2 separate regions of the Mus musculus genome follow, and region 1 is linked to region 2. Evidence: chromatin contacts called from public HiChIP or PLAC-seq data. All regions are on one chromosome and are shown on one strand. The core of a region is the stretch at or near the end of the contact, and the rest is flanking DNA. Distances in the headings are between cores, read along the strand shown. Region 1 overlaps Hdnr (Hand2 downstream lncRNA). Region 2 holds the start of Cep44 (centrosomal protein 44).

Region 1 (3,536 bases), core at 492-2,991, 800 kb after region 2:
AGCCAGGTTGAGGAGGGGTCAGAAGGAGGAAGCCATGCTAATGAGGAAGCCTAAGCACACACACAGTACACGCATTCTCTGTACACCTTTGATTCATTCCAGGAAAAAAAATCACAGAAAAAAATAAATTGAGTGGGTGCCTGAGCCAGACTCATGCACTGGGAAACGGACCTTGTTTCCCTAAAAGGCCTGACAAAGACCTGCACACACAGTAGCTGCAGTGATGATCCTTATAGCCTTGGCCATGGGACTTCTGGGGAAGAAGGGACAATTGTTATTGTTGAGGGAACAGAAGCAGAGGCCCACGAGGACCCACCAATTTTTGTGCAGTTCATTTCCTGGCCTCATAAGAGACCTGAGAGCATCTCAAGAGGACCCTCTCCCACCTTCCACTAGATATCTCCCCAAACCCCAGTCCCCCTAAGTAACTCACACCTAGCATGGAAGGAGCCTGCTCTAGCTGACTGGTTTAGCTGGCAGGACATTACTATGACCACTGTGTGGATTTCTGGACCCCAAAAGGTCAGAGGGAGCAGGGCCAGTTGGAGCCAAGTCCAAGCATAATCCAAGCATAATCCAGATGTCTAAGAACAGGGACATCTCCAGAGGCCCGTGTGTAGAAAACCCATTCATCTTGGGTCCAGTGAATTTACTCTGTGGAAAGACAGTCTAAGATATGCCCCAGCGAGGAAGGGAGCAGCTACAGGAAGGCTGACACAGTCTCCTGGCTGCACAGCTCCCTGAGCTGTGGAGTTTCTTCTGAATTAAAGGATGTTCTGGTGTGGTCCACCTGGACAGTGTTGTGCCACATGACTTGTGCCACCAAGCCCTTTGAAAACAAACTCCTTTACTTTGAGTGATAATCCAACCTCACTTACCCTAAGCAGGATGGCCACACAGCCCGGAAGTGCTTGCTGAGACCCGGAAGCACCTGGAGCTGGCCACTCTCCTCTTTAGGAGACCTTGGCCATCCCAGTGTGTAAAGCCTCAAGTCACCTGGGACCAGTATTATGTGTTTGTGATCCTCGCTCCTCTTGTCCCACCCACCTCTGGAATATACACCCGCTGAGGGATGGAAATCTCAAGACAGCAAATGGAGCTAGTCCTTCGTTTTACTTAAGCTATTTTGGTCTGCCCTGCGGTGGGGCAGGAGACAAATGATACTTTATAATAGGAGCCTGATAACTAAAATCTCATCATAGATTATAGAATAGATGTACTAGAAGGATCTTCGGATGTGATCATAATTCCACACATAATAACGCAGTCACCTGTACTCCCTCCCGCTGTGTGTATCTCCGCGGGGTGGGGGACTCCCAGTGATCAGGGGTGAGTGCGCGTGGGGGTACAGAGGCTGGGGCGCACCCCTCAGCTCTCTGGGGAACCGGGCTTGCGGGGCGCCTAGCTGGCCCTGTGACCCGCCCGCTGTTGTAAGAAAAATGTTTCAGATTCAACCTGAGCTTCTTTTCGTAGCACAGGAAACATCTGGGAAGTTTTCCCCCAGCGTTTGGAAAAGTACTTACTTCTCAACTTGGCTCTAAGACAAACCTGGGTCTGAAGAGGGTGCACAGGGGTTGGCAACCCTGCCTGGGTACAAACTGGGGATCTAACTGGTGGCAGACACTTGGGTGAAGGACGAATTAAACTCTTAGTCCCGCGTCTGCGCCTTCTGGCCTCATTGTTTTAACGTCTGTACTACTTAGCCACAGTTTGAGAAAGAATAATGCCTTTACATTCAGAAAAACTTCAAAGACCTGGGCTTGCTCAATATGGAGCGCACATGGTAGTCTCCGAAGGCCTTGTCTGCCAAAACATGTTTCTCAGTATTTTTCTCTTTTCTTCCGATCTCCCACCCCCCACTTTTTTTCCTCCCCCAGATGGGAGGGAACCACAGGCTCAGGTTACCTAGGGCGGTTTGCCTTCAAGTGAGGCAGCTAGGGCTATCCTAAAGCATCTCGGGAACAAAATCTCAACTAGGAAGGGACTTTGAGGATGAACGGTCTCCCCAGACAAGATGGAGAGATTGTAAGTTGACCAGAACCCAGAAGGGACTGTGACAGAGTGAGCGCATCATCAGATTTATAGATGCTAAAACACAGTGCCCTTTTCCTGCGGATGCACACTTTTCTGTTGGTAACTACTTTTAAAAATAAGGTTAAGATACACTGGCTGCTCTCTTCCCCTTAGCTCATGGCTCTCCGTGTAGAAAGTGTTTCCTATTTATCCAGTGAACTAACCAAATAAAGACAACCATCTGTTAATACACTTTTCAATTTTTGTCTAAGCAATATCAGTTCGAAACTTTTTTGAAACTATTATCTAGATAGCTACCCCAACTTACTTACTTACTTCTTTTCTCCCCTCCTTCCTCTCTTTCTTCCTTCCTAAGTTATCCAGCAGAGAGAAGCAGATGGTTGGCTAGAAGTTCAGGTAAATTGCTTCAGGAATTCGGTCAAGGAAAATCCCAAAACAATATGATTCATTAAACTGATGTGCTTCGACTTCTGACTTTTCTTGCAGATGCTAAGACCCCCTCCAAAAGGCAAAGGTATTTTTGTCCAGGGCACATAGCTAGAGTGGAGCTGGAAACAGCCTCCTTCCCAGACTGACTGTGAGCAGGGCTCACCATCCCACAGCAGCAGCCTGGTGGGAGACATCAGATAGCTTCCTCTTCTTTAGCCTCTTCTATTAAATGGACTCCTTTCAACACCTCTGGGGGGAAAAATGATCTCAGGATATTATCCTTCGGCGAATTTACATGCAGAGTTAGTATTAGAGGCAGGGGTGGGTTCTTAGGACTCCCATTTTAAAGAAGATTCATGCTGTCGCCAGGACATGCAGCCTTTTCTAACACAATATTGATGGTGGTGGGGAAGGAACCACAGCACACATGGAGCTGATTAACCACGAATCTTATCAAATCTTCCAGCTCTCTAGCGGCATATAAGATATACACAGGGCCAGCAGGCCAATTATCATGCCAGCACTCACAAAACCTGTACTTCAGACCTGGCTTCGCCACCGACCTATTGCATTCAATAGCCAGCCACTTTCTACAGTTTCAGTCTCTCTAGATATAAGTATGCATGTATGCAAATTCACATATAAAATATATATGCACTTAAACATAAATATTAATTTTCCATCTAGATGAACTCTTTGGCCCACAAACTCAACTTCTCTCCCCATTTTCTTTGTTATTGTATTTATCAATATTTAATAAACCTCATGCTCACATCTGGCGGAAGGTGGAGCTTCTTAGGTGAAGAATTGAGAACAACAGGATCCATGGAAGAGTTTTAGGGGGCTTTAGCCCCTTTATCCCACAGATGAGATGCAGGGCCCAAAGAGGCTTCCTCAGGTCACCCAGCTGGAAATCCCAGGTTGGCTTCCTACACAGTATCACATTCTTTCCAGAAATTTATTACAGAAATGGGGCCTACTAGTCTCTGCTGTAAGCTTGTGTCAGCACAGGTCACATCTCTGTCTACCTCTACCTGCCACTCCAATAATCTGCAGGCCTTACATGGCTTTCT
Region 2 (3,258 bases), core at 210-2,709:
TTAAGATTGCAGGTCTGATCTTGTTTTAGTTTCCAGACCCATCTGACAACACAATTGTTAGTTTTGTACATATCCTATCTTCCCAGGACATGCAATTTTATCCAATACTCGGTGCTACCTTTTCTTTTGCTGGTATCATAGAAGGCATTTATCTTTACATTATTTCTACTTCTGGTAATGAAATTTCGGACACTAAAGTATGCCCCAGGAACACATCCTCTTCATTACCAGCACAATAAACATTTTAAAGAAGAGTAAGATTCAAGTACAGCTTGTATCTGTAGGTGGAGGGAAAAGATATGACAGAAGAGAAAAACATAAAGGTATTTTTAAAAAAACAAGATCATAGAAGTATGTTTTCAAGAAAGGCTTTCCTAGTGTTTTTTAATTAGTAAATACTAAAATTATTACTATGAATTGAAGCTAATCAAGTACTGAAACATACTTTACACTTGACCATAATTAATCTGAGATAAAATTAAACTGTTACTTAAAAATTAGCATTTTCACTTTATATTACTTATCACAGGATATTAAATGAAGACCATATACAGATTCAATCATTAAGGTCTCACTGGTCTACCTAGCTTTCTGAAGAGTTAGGAACAAATCAAATCCACCAACCGAATTGCTGGAAGACATTGTGAGCACCGCACAAGATGGCTTTGGTGGGGAACGGAACCGATCTCAGGATCTTGGCATACCCAATGGCTCTACCACTGAGCTAGTCCCCCAGCTTTGCAGTTTAAGATACTTTGTTTCAAACCCAGCTCAATTTCGTAGCTGCTACAGGTCTTTAAAAACATGTCACAGGACTCCAAAATCATTTTGCCCAGGATAAAGTAACTAGCCTTTAATAATCACAGTGGATAGCTAGGATTTTGAAATTCCGCTTGACATATCTAAAAGACAAACTTTAAGATAAAGGGATACAAATCTGTAGAAACTAAACTTACAAAATCTCTCCGTAATAGATACTAGGAAAATGCTGTTGTAAGATCCGATGAGGGAACCGCTGTGTTCACGCATAAAACATTGTTAAAATGCTTGCAAATAATTCTGTAAAACAGTCTAGTGTAGCAGTAAGTCTAGAATACATATGTTAAAATTAGTTTTCTTTTCATACAGAGCAATCATAGGCCTCAAAGTAGATGGAGAATTCTTTTTTTTTTTTTTTTTTGGGGGGGGGGAGACACCATGAAGATGAAAACAAAGAGAACACGAAGGAAGGAGTACTTTTTCTATTCCGGACAGTCTTTTGAAGCTAGATGTATTTTTGACGGAAAGAAACTTAAAGGCATCTACAAAACAATTCAAAGAGGGCAGACTCCGATTCATTCTACTTGATGCCTTCCAAAACCATACCAGCTGGTACACAAGCAAGTCCCATCTCGAATTCCCTTTCTGCCTCTAAATTTAAAGGGATGAAAAGGTAGACCTGATCATTCGCCTACAACCCAGGAACCTCGGTGAGGACAGCAGAAGGGCCACCTTCGTCCAAGCCAGAGCACAGCAGGTCCACGAGCTCTGGCTCAGCCAGCAGCCCCTAAGCAAACTGAAAGGTTCCCAAGGCTACCGTACCAACACAGAAAGAAGAAGGGAGCACTAGAAACCCGAGAACGTGGCGGGAACCGGGTCTGCAGCCCCAGAGCCTTACGCCCGCGCCTCGGGTCGCCCCTCGTGCCGACGGTTTGTTTTTAGAACTCAGAGTTCGAGCCGAGAGTTCGAACAGCGGCTAAACATTCCGAGCCAGAGGCTGCCCCAAATGCTGGCATTCCTAGATGCAGATTCCACACTCCGTTCGCGCAGCTTCTTCAGGATACTCTACTGTCGTTAAAGTCTTATCAATTACATGTCTTTTATTGAATGTCACATTTCAAATTAGCATAATTTTGATGGCCAAAGCAGTTCAGAATGAGAAGCGGAAAAGTAAAGACTTTTTGGCGAATCTGAATGAGGAAAACGGAAATCTTTTTCCTTTAAGGAGCCGCTCCTCGACGTCACTTCCGGCAACAATAGGAAACGTCAAAACCTTGCAAGGTCCGCCACTCGGGCTTCTGCAGGCAGAGGTGCTGTGACTTCGCGGGAGTCTGGGGCGGCTTCTGGTTCCCTCGCAGCCATCGTGTTCTCCAGCGCGAACACGTGCGCTCTGGACAGGCCTCTCCATGGCTTGGGCACCAGTTCCCGGCTGAGCCATTTTCTTCTCGGCTGACAGCCCCCGCCCACAGGCCGAGTCGTCGCGGCGGCGGTGGAGATCCCAGGTCGCTCAGGTACTCGCGTCGGCACAGAGGCTTCCAATGCCTTGCTTCTTCCGCCCGCCCGGACGCTCTCACTTTTCTCCTCCGAAGTGAGGGGTAGGGATGCTTGCCACTTGATAGCCCTGGCCCAGCAAGCAACAGTTTAGGACCAATGGGTACTGTGAGACATTTTGAGTGACAGCAGCGGTGGCTTATTAAAATGGTGTATCAGAATCGAGAGGCGGGTGTGAGTCTCTTCTGTTTCTAGGCCATTGGTATAGAGGTCGATTTGGGACTCGCGGTAGCGACGTGGTGTCGTCCCTCTTGAAAGATGACAAACGGTGGAGGTTACTTTCTTCAGTTTCACGTATTGCTTTTGTGGTGGTTACAGCGTCGTTCGATGCCAAGGCACGCTTCATTTCTTACGGCGTCCCCTTAATACGAATTCAAACATATCCAGTTTAAGACCTCCGCTGATTGCTAGTTGCTACAGTCTCCAAACAGACTGTAAAATTGGTTCAACACTTTCCTTTTCGTTTTGTTTTTCTGTGGCTACGCTCCACTTTCCACATCGTATTACTCAGTACACATTGTCTAGACAAAAACCATAGAAGTTTGCAATTCTTACTCGATATATTTCTGGTTTATTTTTCGTTCTGTATTTACTAATTAATAATTGTGACTACTTAATTTATAAATGAGACATTTATTTGTAAAGACCCCCACCCCGCGCGCGCGCCATATTCTCTTCATTACCCTCAATACTGCAATTGAATACAAACTGTTGTTCATGTCAGTGTTTGCACTCCGTTTTTGTTTGTATTTTGAGACAAGGTCTCCTGTGTACTCCAGGCTGGCTCAGAATTCACTGTGTAGCCCCGACTGTCCCTAGCTAGCAATCCTTTTTCTTGGCCTTCCAAAGGCTTGGAAGTATGGTTTTGCAACAGGTCACTAAGTACTCTTCTCTTTGCTTTGGTTCTTTGGACTTTGGCACTTTCACTCCGACGAGAAGAGCTTCCGG

What was found. HiChIP or PLAC-seq counts read pairs in DNA pulled down with a chosen protein or histone mark.
Region 1: a contact with region 2 is called in an H3K4me3 HiChIP or PLAC-seq map of embryonic limb bud, with 7 times the contacts expected there. The contact joins the enhancer-like site here to the promoter of Cep44 in region 2. A contact is called at or near these places in 3 of 39 promoter capture datasets (cranial neural crest, liver and second pharyngeal arch cranial neural crest), 1 of 484 Hi-C or Micro-C datasets (cardiomyocytes), 11 of 115 datasets of contacts at active chromatin or transcription factors (astrocytes, cardiomyocytes, craniofacial prominence and 7 more) and 4 of 9 other capture datasets (embryonic stem cells, embryonic tail, embryonic trunk and 1 more).

The regions. Positions count from the first base shown.
Region 1 is chr8:57,347,605-57,351,140 of GRCm38.p6, forward strand. All of the region lies in intron 2 of Hdnr (Hand2 downstream lncRNA), which reads left to right. Among named protein-coding and RNA genes, the nearest start is that of Gm34030, 14 kb to the left of the region's middle. Within about 2 kb of position 1,742, at least 9 of the 459 cell types and tissues checked have an H3K27ac peak or open chromatin away from gene starts, as enhancers often do.
Region 2 is chr8:56,549,107-56,552,364 of GRCm38.p6, forward strand. It overlaps Cep44 (centrosomal protein 44), which reads right to left and starts at 1,460. Exons shown (of 11, transcript NM_001009951.1): 1 at 1,439-1,460. Fbxo8 (F-box protein 8) reads left to right here and starts at 2,048. Exons shown (of 6, transcript NM_015791.4): 1 at 2,048-2,270.